2 separate regions of the Hordeum vulgare genome follow, and region 1 is linked to region 2. Evidence: chromatin contacts called from public Hi-C data. All regions are on one chromosome and are shown on one strand. The core of a region is the stretch at or near the end of the contact, and the rest is flanking DNA. Distances in the headings are between cores, read along the strand shown.

Region 1 (2,700 bases), core at 42-2,541, 180 kb after region 2:
TGCGTTGGTCCGATTCTCTATTAAAAGGAGAACCTTAATATCATGTAGTTTCCATTAGGACCCCGCTGCCACGGGAGGGATGGACAATAGATGTCATGCAAGTTCTTTTCCCTAAGCACGTATGACTACATACGGAATACATGCCTACATTACATTGACGAACTGAAGCTAGTTACATATCTCTCCGTGTTATAACTGTTGTATGATGAATAACATCCGGCATAATCATACATCACCGATCCAATGCCTACGAGTTTTTCCTACTGGTCTTTGCTACGTTACTTTGTCGCTACTTCTGTCGTTGCTGCTACTGTTACTGTGTCGCTGCTGCTACTGTTACTCTGCTGCTACTGTTGTTACTTTGCTGCTACTGGTTACCGTTGCTACTGTTGTTATCACACTACCGTGCTACTGATACTTTGCTGCAGATACTAAATATTTCAGGTGTGGTTGAATTGACAACTCAACTGCTAATACTTGAGAATATTCTTTGGCTTTCCCTTGTGTCGAATCAATAAATTTGGGTTGAATACTCTACACTCGAAAACTGTTGCGATCCCTATACTTGTGGGTTATCAGTTATCTTTGCTGATGAGAATTTATTTCTCTTTGTAGTATATGAGAATTCATGAACAATGTTAGCTGAAAGCATGATATTTTAGGTCGTATTTTCCATGAAATTTACTGTATTTTACTATTTTCTATATGATTTAATTCATAGCAGGAGATAGTTCTTGACCACAACGACAACATACAAATGAAAACAATTCAGAAAAGAAGTAGTTCCCTTGCCATTCTTGCCTCCACCGACCCCAAAATGCCTGCATCATAGTTCATGACAAAATGTTGGAAGTGCCACACAAAAGAAAAATAAATGCTTAGTTCAAGAGAAAAGGAACGCACCTCTTGATGCTGCGCTGGGAGCAGTGCTTGCAGCTCTCGCACTACAGCTTCAGCACAATCTTCGTGGATAAAATTAAAAAAGGAATATTTTCTTGCATTTGTGAATAAATTTTCGGTATTATGTGATGGGATATATGAACATAACGTGGTCATCGTTATTGAAGATGGTGCTTTTTTTTTCATTGCAACGCACGGGCTATTTTTCTAATACTCCCTCTGTCTCAAAATAACTGTCTCAACTTTGTACTAGCTCTAGTATAAATTTGTACTAAGCTTAAGACACTTATTTTGAGACGGAGGGAGTATAAATTAAATGCATATCAATATGTATTGTTGCATCCATATAAGACCACCGTCGAAAAAGAAAGACCACCGTCGACACCGAAAAAACAGCAGAGTTCACAAGCCTGAGTCCGACCCGCACACAGCCACACCTCGAACAGGAGTAGCAGAGGTCGCCTTCCACATACACATCTTTTCCAATTTGGTTGCGCCCAAGCAAACGCAGCGGCCGCCGATGCTCCTAAAACCCCAGGCAATCTGGGCGGCTTCCCTCCCTCTCTTCCTCGGCCGCCGCCTCCTCCCTAAATCCAGCAGCTCGCCTCCTCCCTGCGGCCGGCGCCTCCCCCTCCGCCCGTAAGCAGCGCATCCCCATCCCCATCCCTTCTCCCCCCTTCCCCATCTCCTCTTCTCATGCTCTGACGACGGTTCAGGATTTGCAAGCGGCGGATGAGCGCGCAGGCGGAGCCCAGGTTCTCCCCTCTCCCCACAGCGCGGTCCGAACCTGATGCCGGTAAAATTTATCCGCCACGCGCTGTTAAAACGGAGTCATCATTACTCGTAATTAATCGTCTGCTCATGTATCCGAGCAGCCCCGATGTGGTTGGTGTTGACATCTTTTTGGTTTGGATTCCAGGGGCAGACGGGCACCAGTTCCGGCTGGTTTCCTATAATATACTGGCCCAGGTATGCCGGTTGCTGCTTTTTGCCCTGTTGTTTTACTTACGATTCAGGCGTATGGACAGTGATGGGTTAAAGAGCCGAAAGAAAGGGAATGGACCTGGCGTCGCGTTATGATTTGCTCTGCATTTTTGCAGGTTTATGTAAAGAGCGCGTTTTTTCCTCATTCTCCATCCGCTTCTCTCAAGTAAGCTCATAATTATTAAAAACACCCTTGTTTCTAAGTCAACCGAAAACTTATATCTAAGTTGGCTATCTTGAGCTTAATCCTTCTATTTAACGAAATATGAGTATAATGCATATTAGAATTGTGTCCTACTCCCTCTGTTCCTAAATACAAGTCTTTTTGGAGGTTCTACTAAAAGACTAGACTACATACGGAATGTATATAGACATATTTTAGAGTATAGATTCATCCATTTTGCTCCGTATGTAGTCCTCTAATGAAATCTCTACAAAGACTTATATTTAGGAACGAAGGGAGTACTTAGAAATTTAAATAATAAATGCCACAAAGTATCAATTTCCAAGTCGATCGAGAAATCCTTGTTTTTAAGTTGATGATCCCGAGCGTTGATTCTTCTAGCGAACGAAAATCGAGTATTTCACGATCTGTGTGTAACTTAGACGAATTATAATAACAAATCCCATTGGCTACTCATACCATTCTGCTGGATTTTGATATACTTGTTTTTGATTGAAATCATGGAATCCCGTAAGTAACCTCGTGTTGCTTGAGCGAAAGTAATGTAGAATGATAAAAAATTGCTATTAGTGATCGCCAACTACCTCACAAAAAAGTGATTACTAATTAGCATCCACGTGAAATTCGTGTCC
Region 2 (2,700 bases), core at 12-2,511:
CATTATGATCATTCGAAAATGATCTTGCTAGGCCAAAATCAGCCAGTTTTAAGTTACCCTCATTGTCTATCAAGAGGTTAGATCCTGCAGGAATAAGTTTTGATACACGATTAGCATAAAAACAACAAAGTCACTGTCACTACATAACCCCAAAATTCCTGTAAGTTGTCTGCCGTAGATACCTTTAATATCACGATGCAGAACTTGATTGATATGGCAATAGTGAAGGCCCGTGAGGAGTTGCTTCATGTAGCACTGGTACATGACATTATATCAGGAACTACACTTGTCACAACCAGTACCATCATACACTCATGGATGGTTTTTACCTTAATCTGTGGAATGGTGAAGCGCATCCCAGGCTTATCAGCCAACCCAGTCAAGTCATGGTCCATGTACTCAAAGACCATGTAAATGCTCCCTTTGTACTTGTTGCCATCGACTATAGAACAACAACACGACAGGTCAAATGGCAAAACTAGGCAACAGACCATTTATTTTGGTTTTCTGAGAGAAGAATCAAAAACACTAATGTCGTTCTCAGAAAGAACCGTACTTTGCTTCCCCTGCTCGTCTCTGTCTGGCCCTGCAAGAATCAATCCAGTCCATTAATCCTCTGGACGCAGGCAGCTAACAATCCAGTATGATGTTCTTCTGATTCGTGGGATGATTAGTCAAACCTGGGGATGTTACGATCTCCTTGAGCTGTATGACGTTCTGGTGGTGCAGCTTCTTGAGGATTTTGATCTCGCGGATGGCCGTGATAGGGAACTGCGCCGAATCGAGAAAAGAAAGCCTCAGGGCCAAGAACATCATTTAGGAAAGGAAAAAAAAAGACGCGGCAGGATATACTGACGCCCTCGCGCTCGTTGTCCATGCGGATCTTCTTGAGCGCGACGATCTCCTTCGTCTCCGTCTCCTTGGCCATGAACACTTGCCTGGAAACAACAAAGACGACGCGGTCGAATCGGACCGACGCACAGGCGTTTCACAGGATTGGGGGATTGGGATTGAGGGGTCGATAGCGCGTACCCGTATGTGCCCTCGCCGATCTGCTCGAGCTTCTCGAAGCAGTCGACGCCGCGGGAGCCCCACGACGGGTACTCGTCGAGGTTGAGCTGCCCCGGCGCCGCCGTCGCCATGGTTTCCGGCGCTTTCCCCTCGCGACGAGTTAGGGTTTAGAGGACGCGACGCGAGGATTGGGTTGGGGTTGCGTGGGGAGGGAAAGGAAAGGAAAGTAACGGGGGCGAAGAGGGGGTGGTCTGGTCTGAACTCTGGAGTCTGAACCTAGTTGAATCGGGTTTCATCGGGTCCGTTGGTTCGTTTTCGGGGGTGCCCTGTGATGAGATTTGCAACGTGCACGTTTCGGTTTCGGCGTTACTTTTTGGGTACTTGCTACGAATCAATGGAATAAAAAAAATTGGTTAGTCGGCTGTCCGATCAGCACACTATGGTTGCTCCATGACAGCAATGCCACAGCAGCAGTAGTCGCCCGACTTTTTCAACGCAGCGCTACTGCGCTCAGTAAAAGCTCAACTGCATCTTTCACGACGCACCGTTGGTGATTGGGTTAGAGTTAGAGTTGGTTAGATTGGACTCATCTAATCCTCAAAAATTCAAACAGGTGGGTTAGAGTTGGTTAGATGCATCTAACCCATCCAAGAGGTGCTTTTTTGGGTTGGAGTTAGGTGGGATCCATAAAAAGTTACTTTTCTCTTTCTCTCCACCACACAAAATTCTAGATAAAGGAGCCAAATGATTGAAAAAGTGCATTTATTGACAATCTAACCCTTTCATCCAAACACCTTTTTGGTTAGAGTTAGTTCAGGGTTAGTCTAGAGTTAGAATCTAACTCTAACCTCTAACCGAGTTAGAGTATCCAAACACGGCCGTTGTTGTTGGACGAAGCTCCAACACGGCATCGACACGTTTGATGAAGTTCCATTGCAGCGCCGCTGGAGCTTCAATGCAGCACCGACGCGTCCGACGAAACTCCATTGCAACGTCGGTGAAGCTTCATTGCAATGTCGGCTATGCTTTCGGCGGCTCCATGTTGCCAAAGTTGGCCAAACGGGTCGTGCTTTCTCGGTCGGTCCGAAAGCACGCCAGCCAGGCACACCACGGGCCAGGCACGGCACGGGCTAATCGGGTCGTGCCAGGCACGCAGCCCGCCTCGGGTCGTGCCTCGGCCTGAGGGCTGGGCACGCGGGCCGGCACGACACGGCCCGTTTATCATTTTATTATTTATTTTTATATATATAGGATAAAAAATAACCTAATAGGCCAAAATCGAACCAAAACACAGCACAATATATTAAAGTCGGTCCAAAAAACAGGCTAACAGGACAAAATCAGCCAAAATAATAGCCTAAAATAATAAAAAACTAGCAGGCTAGCGGGTCTGGCATGCCTACGGGCCGGCCCGTATAGCCTCCGTGTCGTGCCTAGGTCGGGAGGCTGCGCTGATGGGCCGGCATGGCACGGCCCAGCTAATAATCGGGCCCAGACGTGTCGTGTCGTGCATGGCACGATTGTGGCGGGCCAGACCGGGCCGACCCGTTTGGCGAGGACTGCATGTTGCTCCATTGCAATACCGACGTTGCTCACAATAGTTTCAGGGCAACATTGCCACAATTGCAGCGCCCCTCATTGATCACTCGTCGCGGTCACCGTCGCAGCGCCGACGGCGCTCCATTGCAG

The links. A called contact is a pair of places that touch in the nucleus more often than the background predicts.
Region 1: a Hi-C map of seedling shows a contact between it and region 2, with 7 times the contacts expected there. The contact joins the promoter of LOC123439722 here to the promoter of LOC123439690 in region 2. A contact is called at or near these places in 1 of 6 Hi-C or Micro-C datasets (seedling) and 1 of 1 datasets of contacts at active chromatin or transcription factors (embryo).

The regions. Positions count from the first base shown.
Region 1 is chr1H:390,041,960-390,044,659 of MorexV3_pseudomolecules_assembly, forward strand. LOC123439722 (carbon catabolite repressor protein 4 homolog 4-like) reads left to right here and starts at 1,292. Exons shown (of 9, transcript XM_045116418.1): 1 at 1,292-1,539; 2 at 1,617-1,696; 3 at 1,820-1,869; 4 at 2,001-2,050. The coding sequence starts at 1,421.
Region 2 is chr1H:389,862,470-389,865,169 of MorexV3_pseudomolecules_assembly, forward strand. It overlaps LOC123439690 (cyclin-dependent kinase C-2), which reads right to left and starts at 1,262. Exons shown (of 12, transcript XM_045116383.1): 1 at 1,033-1,262; 2 at 857-938; 3 at 681-771; 4 at 557-586; 5 at 330-442; 6 at 183-255; 7 at 1-84. The coding sequence starts at 1,142.